2 separate regions of the Mus musculus genome follow, and region 2 is linked to region 1. A link is a contact called in public Hi-C data. All regions are on one chromosome and are shown on one strand. The core of a region is the stretch at or near the end of the contact, and the rest is flanking DNA. Distances in the headings are between cores, read along the strand shown. Region 1 overlaps Prdm1 (PR domain containing 1, with ZNF domain). Region 2 has its middle 24 kb from the start of Gm22503.

Region 1 (6,843 bases), core at 213-2,712:
AGGTTTGGAATGACACTTAAGACAATGTAAAGAAGTATCCTTTGTGCTCTTATAAAACAGCCCTTTTGGGCTTAACTGAGAAGGAACTCCAAGCTTGCTACCTGATAGGTCTGAAGATGAACTCTGTGGAAGCCCAGAACTAAAGCTTTCAGATCCATTCTCCAGGCTGACAGGCTGGAGGGATTTGATGCCAGTCGGAAAGCGCTTTACAGGACGTTATCTCCTGCTGGCTGTTATCAGTTACTCCTGGGTAAGCCAGAGCCCCAGAATAAACACCGTGGACAACACTATCAGGGGAGATGTTGATGGGGTCAGTGACAGAAAGCTTTCTGGGGGAGAGCAATTTCTCAAGCCTCTCAACCAAAATAAATATCCCCTTATCAGCCCAATATCAGTCCTTCGGGTGAGGCCCAGCAGGCAGGAAGTTCAAATTGTCACTTTTGTTTTTTAAAGCTAAAATGGTAAAGGAAGAGAGAGACAGGTTAAGCTGGAAGGCTGACAGGCGAGGCATCCCACAGTCACAGGAAGGGATTTACTGGAGGTAAGACAAAAAGATAATGATTTTAGAAGCACCCTCAGGTTAAGAGAAAAGAAGTTGTGTGCGCATGTGCGTATGCCTATGTATGTGTGTGTGTGGGCGCGCGAGAGCGAGCGCGTGAGAGTGTGCAAGCCTGCTTGTGTACGGCCTTCCTAACTCTGCTCTTTTTTTGATGGGGGTTCTGGGGGAAGACTTATTGTGCAGTCTCAGTAGGTCTGGAACTTGTTATATAGATTGGACTGGCCAAGAATAAAGAGATCCACCAGCGTCTGCCTCTCGATCACTGGGATTGAGGGTGTGTGCCACCACACCCCTGTCTGTGCCATTTTTTTAATGTGGCAAATCACATCAAAGACTCATAATGTTTTTGTAGTAGTCCCACAGTGGAAACTTAACAAATGAAAGCTGTTAAGTATAAAGAATTGGGCTTTCTTCCAGTGTAGAGCACAGGTTTAATCGGCTCTCTTCTTGCTAAGCACTTTAGTTACTGAACTACTGTGAAGCTAATGACTGAACCAAGAAACAATGAAGTCAGAGCTTTTCATTTTCTCCGTGACATGCATAATTTAGCGTTTGGTGGCTCTGTCTTCAGAAAACAAACAAACAAACAAACAAACAACCAGGCTGAGAACTTATCCTGAAGGAATATCCGCAGCAAAATGTCAGTCTCTAAAATACTTTACAGCTGGAAATTATAGACTGTATATGAAGGTACATTTTTAAAAACTCATCCTTCAGCAGCTGACTAATCACAGGAGCTGATATCATTTCTAACTCTCCCACTTAGCAGCTTGAGTTAACATGAAAAAGAAAATCAAGATCTGTTTTTGTTCTTAAATCTTAAATGGCTGTAGGCGGACAGAGTCATTTCAAGAGTGAGCTGCTTTGGAAGGTTCTGAATGGCTTAATTATGCCGACTCACATTTTCGATCTATAATAAGCACCCCTAAGACTACAAGAAAGAACCTAGAAGTTCTGCAGTAGGCAAAACAAAGTCTGTTTTCAACTGAAACCGAGAAAGCAGATTAACATTCAGAAGTCTATAATTTGGTCAACTGATTTCTAGATGGGTTAGTTAGATAGATAGAAAAAAAAATTACCAAAAAGGTTGGGAGGGCCAGGAGCTAAATTTAACAGTTCTTTTCCACATTCCTCTCTCCCTTCTCTTTCCTGTCAGTTTGTGATTTCTGGGGACTTACATTCTTTCATTAGGTTTCCATCCCCTGCACCCCATGATGGAAGTCCTTACGGAGATTCTGGACAGACCTCTATTGTGCTTTAAGCCTGGAAATCTAGCACAGCCCATCTTGGACACTCGATCTGCCTATTAGGCCTGATGAAATGCTGGAAATTTTCCTGATCAGAGTGTCAGTCATCAGTGGCCACACCTGGGCCAACAGGTTTCACAATCAGGAGCAAGAGCCTTGCACGGCAGCTGAATGGTTAACTCTCTTTCTGTCCTAGGAATGTCAGACAAAGGAGGTGTTCCTGTGACCCTCAGAAGACTCCTGCATCAGTCAAAAGGGGGGGGGTGTCTGAAGAGCAAAGCTGTCATTTCATAGCATAATGAAACTTACTTCTGGACACAAAGAGTAAACACTCGGAACAGGCATTGGGGGGATGGTGGGAGGCAGGGGTGGGGGGAGGGCACAGGCCTGTGATCCTAGCATTTTGGAGGTGACAGTGGCTCAAGGCTTTCCCTGACTACATCAAGTCTGAACTGAACCTAAGCAGCACGAGACCTTGTCCATAAACAAACAAACAAACAAACAAACACCCAAAGCAAACCCAAACACGAGGAGAGGGCTTGCTGCTATTGGGCAGGTACCTACCCACCATGCTTAGCTCAAGGGTGTACGTTGCTGAGCTGAGGGCCCGGGCACAAACACTATATTGTGAGCCTACAGGAAAGGTACTGAAGCTAAGATTTTCAGAAAACTGAAAATTCCTGAGAGCACAAGCATTGTAGAATGAACATGGCTAGCGAGACACTGTCCTTGGTCTTAAAAGTTAAAATACTAAAATTAATATTTCTAGTGCTTCAGTGGTAAAATATGAACTACATTTAGTCTCCAGGGAAAGCAAATGAGACTGAAGAGTAGAAACTGGGTAAAGTCTAGCTTGGAACTCTCTATAGATTTCTGGAAATGTTTACTCAAATTTCAGAGACTATTAAAATGAAAACTTTTAAACCTTCAACATTTAGCTTTCATGGGAAGATGGTCATTTGAAAAAGTGCTGTAAGATTCGGCAGTATAACCCAGAACACACACCCTGAGTTAAAATAGAAGTTAGAATTTTTTTTTTTTTATTCTTAAATTGTTCCTAAAGCTACCTGAGACTGACTGAAGAGGGAAAGCTTGCTAGAGGGCATGACAGTAACTTTAGCCAAAATTTAAAAAGAAGAAAAGAAAAAGTAAAAGCTTATAAACCCAAGGAAGCAAGAATTTGTCAAGATAAAGAGATAGGCGGTTACCGTAAGCCTGATTGAAAGATGAGATCAGTCCCCTTTACCATAAGGAAGGAAGCTCAGATATGACATCTCTTAGGGTTATTCACTTAGACTACTTGAACAATTATGACAGTTTTTTTTTTTTTTTCTAGAAAACAGCTTTCCACATTAGATCATGGCTTTACAGGCACACGTATCTTCACAAGATTTCAGTGAAAACTCAAAGCTCTGACCCAGCACAGCAGGAAGGGACTGCAGCTGGCCTGTTCCACAGGTCCATACCCATTGGGATTGTGCCTACAGCCGCTTGCATAAATTAGAATCGGAAATATACTTCTTCCTGCAACTTTCCGAAAACAACATTCTGTACTGGTTATTTTATACAATATATGTAATATGTATATCTTTGATGATTATGTTTTATAATAAGAAGTAGGGACATTAAAGAATGTTTTTCCTCTTCCTCGTCTTAGCTAAAGCCACCTACTTAGTCCAACACATGACGAAGCCGTATAATTAGACAACATGTTATTAGCTCACAGGGGCAGAACTGACATTACTAGCATTTTTAATTTTTTTTTTTTTTTTTTGTTCTGTAATCCACTTACTGAGATTTATCACTGTGAGCTCTCCAGGATAAGGGTAGTGGAGCCTCTCCGCAAAGTCCCGACAATACCACACAAGAAGTTCCTGGTTGGCAGGGATAGGCTTAATAGTGTAGAAGTAGATGTTCATCCCGTTCTGACAGGCAGCCAGGTTTTGCTCCCGGGCAGAGTGAGCTGGATTCACGTAGCGCATCCAGTTGCTTTTCTCCTCATTAAAGCCATCAATGAAGTGGTGGAACTCCTCTCTGGAATAGATCTGTTCAAAAGGAGAGGATAGATGCAGTGTGAAAGACAGCCGGCCAGCCCAAAGCGACCGGGAAGCTTCCCTGAATGGCTCAGAAGGAACACAGGCGAGCAACCAACGCTGTACCCATGACTCCAGGCCTCATTGCTGATCCGGTGGGACTCACGCTGAATCAGCAGAAATGGGGGAGGAAACAGGGCACATTGTGCTAGTTACCTTTCCATTTCAATTTTATGGTCTTCTCATGTTGGGGAGGGCAGTGGATAGCAAAATAATAATAATAATAATAATAATATTCCAATTAACAACAGCCGAGAGTGGGTGAAACTACCATAAAGAGGTACTCTTGCTACAGTAGCGAATATCGATCAGGCGACTCTGCTCAGCCCAGAGTTCCAACTCTGCTGACTTCTAGTGCTTTGAGTCACTGGGCACAGCAGCCGAGAGGACTGCGTCAAACTGAGTCTCACCTTTTTTCTATGGCCTCTGTACTTGTGTTTCCTACACCTCCGCCCGCCCGGGGCTTAGGCTCTGCAAACATCCTCCACCCCCAACCCTGAGTCCCACAGTAACACTTGTTCAGATGAATACTTGGAACCCTGCCTTTTTGTGGAAACACTGGGTGGGGCAAAGGTGAACTTCACCTGCCATAACAGAGTGAGGCACTGGCACGGAGGCCAAAGTTTGACAGCCTATCGAGAAGTAACTTTTCCTCTTGGTAAACACAGGCGGCCACCCTGTGCCTCTCTCTTGAAAAGGAGTAGAGAGATTTGCCCATATCTGTGAGGAGGCTGGCATACACGGTCTACACACACAAGAGCCACGAGTTTGGCCTTTTGGAAAAAGAAGAGAAAGAAAATATATGGTTCTTCTTCAGCAATGCTACCTCTGACTCACAGCTGTACTCAGAGTGCTTGGTTAAAGGCATAGTTAAGAGCAGGGGAGAAATACACTCCTACTGAAACCAAGGGGTCAAAGACTCACTCCTCATCCTCTCCAGAAAAGCTCCTCTCCTTGAAGAACCACCGCCTTCCTTCAGAGCAGAGAGCCCTCTTTACACACAAGACAGTCTCCAAGAGGTACGGCGCTTCCATGCTCACCTCAGGGAGTTTGCTCTACAGGGCTATTTGCTGTATTCTTAGTCACACACAGGCTGTGTGAACGTTTCTGTATTTCCCTCTAACGTTATCAGAAATAAAAAAGGAACTCTGTCCCTTTAACACAGGCAGTAAACAGCAGAATCAGTTTCTTTTAAGAGAGACTTCCTGTGAATTGTATGTGTGTGTGTGTGTGTGTGTGGGGGGTGCGTGTGGCTTCATCAAAGCAGCCTGCGAGAGCTTCCGCGGTGTATCTTGTTAAGAGAAAATGTAACAAGACCGACTGGATTCTGCTATCAAGAGGGGTTTTCAAGTTTGTTTACTCTGACGCGCAAACTTCCAGGAACAAGGGGTTCCATCGCCCTTACACCAGGGTGGAAACAGCTAGCAGAGGGTGTGCCGATCCCAGTAGGCCTTTCATGGCTACGGTTTACTGTATCCTTGTTTTAAAAAAAAGGACCTTGGATGTCGTGAAAGTCACACGCACCCCAAGAAACTAGCATCATGCTTTTGTAAAAGGCACACTGATACCAGCCTTTCCATCCAGTATCAAGAAGACTAAACACAAGCTGATTCATACTACAGTTACAAGAAATGTCACTGCTTTCTCAACCTGAGCATCTCTGACTGTGTAATTTGCATGACAACCTTTCATTCCTCACAACACAGAGATGTTCCTATTCCTGCTTGACAAATCAGGATCTTCCAACCTGTGAAAAGATTCATTCCTGTCTTCCTTGCATGTGGACAACTGACTTAAATAATTCCTCCCAAGGGAAGCCTTCTAGTTATTTAGTCTAATTCTTTTTGTAAATCTTTAAATGGGACAGTGGGGACAGTAATGGGAGAGCCTTTGGTGCTTCTTGACCGTTTTCAAAACGACAGTGTCGGATTGTCTTCATTCATACCAGCTGAGGCCAAGATTAATCTACCACTGGTGGCTCCCATCTGAGAACAGCAATAAGGGCGAAACCGCTCATAATCTCAGACTGCGATCTTGGAGCAATATAATTTAACACCAACTAAGTATTAAATAAATAAAAATTGAGAACAAATACTTAACAAGACTACAGATGCAGTTGTAGAAGTAGTACGTTTCTGGAAACAAAGACTTCCTAGCTGAAGACAGACTCTCTCAGGAATAAGTAATTTTTTAACCAAAGTCTTTTTCTCATGTAATCCAGTTGTGGATATTACCATTTCTCTGGGTGGTGTATATTTCATGTCTGTGTGAGGAAAACAGCTCACTAAATTTGTATAAATAGCTCTTCATTTCTACACTGAGGAAAACTGAACATGCCAGAGACATCTCAGAGAACAATTTTTACCCATGAATCCCATCTCCCAGGTCACCTCAGAATCCTCGCTAACCCTGACACTCCAAAGGAGATAGCATAGGCCAGACCTTTAGAATAGTTATTCTACCTGAGTCTACAATCTCATAGGCACACGAGGATTTTCCTCATGCTTAACAACTATGATACTGTCAAATGTAACCGTTTTATGGTGCAGATGGATTTAAATAAAACTAGCTCCATGATCCTTCCCAGTTCCACTAACCCACCATCTACCTCTCTTAGTGACATTTGTCTTCGACATCAAGTTCACTCAGGATAACTCTTCCATTCAAATGAAGTTAACTCAGCAAGAAATCAAGAAAGGGTGAAATGTAAGTCTCCGTGACTCATTACTACTTCCTCGAAGAGAAATGCAAATGAGCCTGCCCTTGAAGCAAGCGGCAAACTGTTTCCTTCCCTCCCAGACCTGTATGCAATGAGTTGCAAAAATTGAGATTCACAGGTAGTCCACATCTAACCACCTCCAGCTAATATTCTAGGCAGAGCGTTTAACCAGTTCTAGGGAACTTGCTCAGAATTCCAGTGTTTCCCTGGGTGAGCCCTGCTGTG
Region 2 (6,557 bases), core at 2,792-5,291, 260 kb after region 1:
CCTAGCTGTTACATGTGCCGTGACCATCCTCTGTATCTAAAATGTGCCGTAGAAAACGTCTAATCTCATGATATTATCATTCAGCTGCAGATAGAAAATATGTATACGTCCCTCAAACCCTCCCATGTCACCTAAACTATCCCACCTCTCCTTCTCGGGTTCTTGTCCTTGCTACCTTGTCAAAGGAAAGCATGCAAAGTAGGTTCCCAAGGGAACCCCTTGCCTCAACCCTTTCTCGGACACTGGTTTTCCTCTTTCGTTCCTGACTCTACTCCAGGAGTCAGGGTTTGGGGGCTGCCTTATTTACTTTCTGGCACTTTTCAGTGTGTGTGATTGGCTGGGCCCTGGGGGAGAGGGGGCACTTAGAAACATGCTATTGACTGTCTTACAGAATTGGTTATACAGTTAAATATGAGGATACTTCTGAAGAACTTTTTGTGTTATTGGAGACTGTGGCTTATTTCTTAAGAAAATAGTAGTCTTGTTAATAAAGGAAAAATACTCATTTGACATAAAAATTCCTTTAAGCTCACTAAAGTATCTATCTCAAATACTTTTTGTGAGGTCATATCTTTTTTTTTCTAAAGCAATTAGGTGCTGTGGGATCCAGTGACTTTCGAAAATTCAGTATTATGAAGTGGAAACAATTTTTTCAAATGCCACGAGCATCTCAATGTGTGAAGTTACGGTGTTTTCGGGAAATTGTTTCTTTTAACACAAGGCCAGAGTGGGCTTGGCCATCATGGGAGGTGTGGTTTTTTCCGTCAGGGCTGTCATGTTGTGATGAAAAGGAGCTGCAGAAAGTCATCACTCTTGTCTTCTTTGTGGTCAAGAAACCTGAACTTTATATGTTAATTCCTAATTTTATTATTTTATATGTGTGGATCTTTGCCTGTGTTCGTGTGTGTGTGTGTGTGTGTGTGTGTGTGTGTGTGTGCGCGCGCGCGCGCGCGCACTACACCCTTGCCTGGTATTCAAGGAGGCCAGAAGTTAGAACTGGATCCTCTGAAACTAGAGTTACAAATGGCTATGAGTTACCATGTAGAGACTGGGACTCAAACCCATGTTCTCCGGAAGAGCAGCCTCTGTTCTTAAATGCGGAACCGTTTCTCTAGCACCAGTATGTTCATTTCTCAACATTGGATCTACAAAGAAAACTCCCACAATAGCCAATCTCCTTTCATTTCTATTTCTATTCTCCATTTTTCCTCCTCTTATAAGCCTTATTAATTCCCACTTTAACACTGATTATTCTTTGGTTTTGTGACTGAACCTCGGGGATCCCAAGTTGTGTGCCATTGGTCACGTTATTCCTATATTTAAATTAAGGCTATGTCTACTTCTGTTTACTCTTATGTCTGCGAATCTTCTCCAATCTTAGTTTGTTTAGCTGAGCATGGTGGTGGAAGCCTTCAATCCCAACACTCCAGGGTCTGAGGAAGATATAAATTCCACAGCCATCCTAGGCTGCATAAGGAGAAGCTATCTCAAAAAAATAAAAATAAAAAAAAAAGAAAAAAAAAAAAGAAAAAAAGAAAAAAAAAGAAAAAGAAAAAAAGACAAAACAAAACAAACAAGCACACATAAAATATTCACCTTCTTCATTTATTTATCTTTTAGTATTGATGTTTCCTCTGAGGGCTTGTATAGTTTATGTCTAAACTGTGTTGTCATTTAGCACATAGTCACTCATTTATCAACTTATGAGACATAAAAGGCAAGTTCAGACTTTTCAAGGAATTTATATATTAATAGAATTCATGGCTTATATTTATGAGGAATATTTCAAAGTAAAAATATTCTGTAAGAAATGGAAAATTGGTGGATCCATGATTAAGAGGTAGTATTATATATGTGTATATGTATTTATAATATATATTATTCATATATTTATAAACTTCTAGGGCAGTACTTGCCACATACCATGTACCTGAAACAGTCTCTTTCTATGGGTTTGATAAAAGGGGAGCGAAATCAGTGCCAGCCTAATGGAAGAGGTGACCTTTAGTCCTGACCAAATAGGTCACACAGGAATGAGTGAAGAAAGGCTAAGAACTTTCTGGGCAGCATGACTCAGATTTGGGACTCTGTAACTCATCTTTATGGACATAGATTCTTCTTGCTTAGACATCCAAGAGACCCTCAGGGTACCATGAGGTCTTTGAACTACACATTAAGGACCATCACAATTGGCTATATAAGGCCATCCAACTCTTTAAAAAAGATTTCATTTTTTAAAGTTGTGTATGTGTGTGTGTCTGTGTGTGTGTGTGTGAGAGAGAGAGAGAGAGAGAGAGAGAGAGAGAGAGAGAGAGAGAGAGAATGCATGTGCTCATGGAGGCCAGAGATTGTGATTGGAGCCCAATATAATAATTGGCTAATGTCAACAATGGCTCCCATTAAAACTTTATATAAGTATACATACATACATACATACATACATACATACATACATACATACATGTGTGCATGCATCTATGCATCCTATCTTATCATCTATCTATCTATCTATCTATCTATCTATCTATCTATCTATCTATCATCTATCATGAAAATTTTAAGAAGTAGACACTCAGGTATATAAGTAGTATAAATGGATAGAGTCAGCTATTAATTATTTGCCCAAAGATAATAACAGAGACAATGCTAGTAGTAAAATCAATTACTCTTTCTACAAAAGAAATTAATCAGAGTAAGGAAATAGATATGCATAGACAGGATGGTGACCTGCCAGTGTAGTTTCTGCCAATTTTAAGTCCCTGGGGCTTTTTAGCATCACTTCACCATGTCCCTTCACTGTCTGCGGGCAGATGACAGATGCGTTTGTATTTGTATATGAACCAGATACACCTGGAAACCCCAGCTATGAAGTGCACCATTGGAAGTGCACATTCTTTAGCTGTTTTTCATCAGGGAATTGCATCAGGAGGAACTTAGCAGAGCTTTTCAGAGGTCATGTTAATAAGTCTTCAGAGATTTCGAGTGTACCTTGGCCATGGCCCCTTCTTTAGAATATATCATCCTTTGGCATGTCTGTATAGGGCCAGGCCTCCCTTCATCTTTCTCTAGTGCATGCCCTAACCAGACTTGATAAGCTTCAGCTCCAACATTCAAGATGGACCTATATTATATTCTAGCATCTACACCCTAAAAACTTAAACAGGGGATCTTTTGGGTATTGTGTTTTATTTTACTTTATAAATGGAAACTACAGATCAGTATTAACTGAAGAATTCGGATGTACTGAATAAATATACCCAAAACTTAAACAGACTTAAAGCTTGATGGAGCTCTATGACTGTACAGTGAAGGTAATGCTGTCTTAAAGTGAGGATGTTGGGGCCAGTGAAGGAAAGCAATTTGCCCAGGGCCTGAGCCCTTGAGCAGGCTGACAATGCTTTGTGACTCTGCTGTGGTCCATCCCAGTAAGGGATGAGGCTCCTTGACAACTGCAGAAGCTTCATCAATAGATGTGAGCCACATCATCTCCTGTCTTGAGAGTGTGAACTCAGAACAAGCTTGTTTTCATCGAGATAGACCACTATACTTTGGCATGAAGCTTTTGACAAGATGCTCAAGAGATCAAACATACCACACAAGTGGCTCTTAAACATTCCTGCCCTTTCCAACCATCTGAGTTTAACTCACAAAATCCTGAGACTCTGACCCCAATATTGATTCATAACATCAAAATGCAGGTTGATGTATGTGTGTGGGACCATTGGATGAGGTAGTTCTCACAATGTTGGAGGGCCTATGCTTTATTTTGCTATCTATCAGTGGTTGCTTTTGGCCTCTTATTTCTTCCTCTGTGAACTAAACTAAGCTGCCTACATATGTCCTATACAAGAGACAGTTTCCCTCCTGGGCATTGCTTTACATGGCCAATGATTATTTTTTGTTGAGGGAAGACTGTATCATCAAGGCAAATGACCGTGTATCTATCTTTGCCTTTGTGGACGGCAAGTAATTCTACAACATGTGGCTTCCTGCTTGTCTGTACACCCCCCACCACACTGCACGTCTGCCCTTCCATGAGCAAAAGTTTCACTCTTGAAATTAGTGGGTGACCTTTCTTGTTTTTCATATACCCCAAGAAAGAGACACATTGCTATCAAGCAGTTTTTCGACCAGTTTCTACAAAGAAAGAGACAGTCTCACAGCAAAGCCTGAGCAGTAGTGGCTTCAGGGCCAGGCAGAAGACCACCTTTTCACTGCTGACTGCAGGGCAGGCACTCACTTCCTGAATGCTTCCAGCATCTCTGTGGCTGCTAAGGTCTTCCCGTAACATGTCCAAGTGCAGAGACAACTATTCTCTTTCTACTTCATTTCAAATAGAAGGATGAACTGCAGTGACCAGAATGTCTGCCCTTCCCTGGAGGCTTGGAACTTGAGACTCATTGCAGAGCCATACTGCCCCTTTACTCTCAGGAACAGCCCACTGTTTCAATGCATAGGAGCTAAATAAAACCCTCATCTAGAGAAACCTGGTGTGAGAAAGAGAAGACATGTCCAAGCGAAGAAAGGGTAACCTTAGGCAGAAGGAGGGAAGAATGCAGGAAGAACTGGAATCTGTAGGTAGCCAGCCTGGCCACTGATCCCCACCAAGGTTCTTTCTGGCAATCTCCTCTTACAACAACCCCACCCGCCACGTGCTTCCCTACAAACATAAAGAAAGTTCCAGCACTCTTGGCAGCCAGAGAAGGTACCTTGATCCAGATGGCCTAAGGCTGATCTTGTATTTGATTTTTCCAGTGAAGACACATAACTTAGGTAACACCTCTTTCAACCCTTGCTAGCTTTAGGAAATTTAGTCTTGTAGACCCAATGGGGGAAAAGTCACTATATTAAGTATTAATGTTATAAAATCCAGTTTAGGAAGTAGCTATCTTATTATATATTTTTCTTTATACAACAGAGAAACAGGGATTTTATAAAACCCCCCAAAGCAAAAGCTATGTAATGTATCACATGTAGAAAAATGTCTTTGTAAATATTTTTCTGTAATTATTTTTTAGTCATTTAAATAATATTTTATTTCTTGTTATCTAGGGAATAATTGATGTTTTTTAAAAGGTAAGTCTTTGAGAATTGGGAGGCTCTTACAATGTATTTTGATCATATTAGCCTTCCCTTCCTGAAGCTATCTCCCCTTTTCTACCCACCCAATTTTGTGTCCTAGAAGAAGAAGAAGAAGAAGAAGAAGAAGAAGGAGGAGGAGGAGGAAGGAGGGTAAGGAAGGGAAAGGGGAAGACTAATTTGTGTTACCCTAACACTGCTGGGTGTGTGCTCTTCCACTGGAGTGTAGTCAGTTTATTAGGAGATAAACTCTTAGCTAAAATTCTCTCTCTATCCCATGGCCAGGGACAGGAATATGAAACCCCATGTGGACAGACTCTTCTAAGAGAAAAAAGGAAATTATCATATCAAAATGGTGTAACAGATTAACTCACTAGAAGGTTTTTCTAACCTAATACCTATAATTAGAACAAGTCTAACACCAGGCCATGATATGGCTGCTCTGATGCAAAGAGCCATGACTTTCCTCAGCAGACCTGGGCTCCAGTTCCACTGGCAGCTTCCTAATCTGGAAAATGGTGATAGTAACTGTGTCTCACAGGTTTCTTATGAATGCTGACATGGTGTGTATGAAGGACTACCATTCCTGTCACATTGGAAGTATTACACAGGAATTATCATTGGGTTATGGATAGGATGGCTCCTGCATAGTCATCCTTGCTTGCTTATTTGTTTTACTTTGAGAAAATATAATCGTAAAATCTGTTCCAGACACAATTTTCATTATGTTTCCACTAATTGGTAATTATGAGAAAATCTACTCCCCCCCTTGTTTTGTTATGAGATAAATACAAAGTAGATGGCATTACCATTTGTAGTTGTGACTTATATTACCTGTGCTAGAGGTTTTCTTGGTAATAAAATGTCTTTTCCCCTAAAAGGAGAAAACAGCTTATTATAATTCCAAGGAGATTTCTATATTTAAAAAGTCTAATTCCTTTTGGCCTAACTTTGAATTTCATTTAATCCCAAATAAGGAAATTAACAATTGGTGCTAGAACCTTATGTATTACCATATAATTCTAATAACATTATTTTAAACTTATATACAATAAACTATGGTTACCCTAATAAAAACAGGAAGTGAATTGAGGCCTGTATTTCTAATGAACAAATGTTTAAATGTCATGTAGTTAAGATATCACTTGTATAACTGGCATTCTTTCTTTGTATGTAAGTCTTCTGAGTATGTTTTAGGATACTTGTAAATAAGCTGTAAATTTAGATGATATTCCAATTACAGCATTAAGTAGTAAGACCTATAAGTAAGGATGTCCAAACAGACTGCTGTTTTGTACTGAAGTTATTATTTTTATATTTTTCTCTCTGGGTAGCCCTGGCTGTCCACCAGCCTTGCTTCAAACTCACAGAAAGCCATCTGCCTCTACCTCCCAAGTGCTGGGATTAAAGGTATGCACCACTATCGCTGAGCAACACTGAATTTATTCCCTGAGGACTGAAGGCTCTGCCTGTTTGGA

Evidence for each region. A called contact is a pair of places that touch in the nucleus more often than the background predicts.
Region 2: a contact with region 1 is called in a Hi-C map of regulatory T cells, with 4 times the contacts expected there. The contact joins two enhancer-like sites. A contact is called at or near these places in 1 of 39 promoter capture datasets (macrophages), 2 of 15 datasets of contacts at CTCF or cohesin (large pre-B cells and pro-B cells), 14 of 484 Hi-C or Micro-C datasets (B cells, CD8 T cells, Th1 cells and 9 more), 8 of 115 datasets of contacts at active chromatin or transcription factors (the 230-238 cell line, bone marrow-derived macrophages, a colorectal cancer cell line and 4 more) and 3 of 9 other capture datasets (adipose tissue, embryonic stem cells and macrophages).

The regions. Positions count from the first base shown.
Region 1 is chr10:44,443,194-44,450,036 of GRCm38.p6, forward strand. Prdm1 (PR domain containing 1, with ZNF domain) reads right to left here. Exons shown (of 7, transcript NM_007548.4): 4 at 3,599-3,851. Among named protein-coding and RNA genes, the nearest start is that of Prdm1, 12 kb to the right of the region's middle. Within about 2 kb of position 1,463, at least 28 of the 459 cell types and tissues checked have an H3K27ac peak or open chromatin away from gene starts, as enhancers often do. A contact at or near this core is called in Th1 cells and regulatory T cells, where this site is marked.
Region 2 is chr10:44,705,005-44,711,561 of GRCm38.p6, forward strand. No RefSeq gene overlaps it. Among named protein-coding and RNA genes, the nearest start is that of Gm22503, 24 kb to the right of the region's middle. Within about 2 kb of position 4,042, at least 8 of the 459 cell types and tissues checked have an H3K27ac peak or open chromatin away from gene starts, as enhancers often do. A contact at or near this core is called in Th1 cells and regulatory T cells, where this site is marked.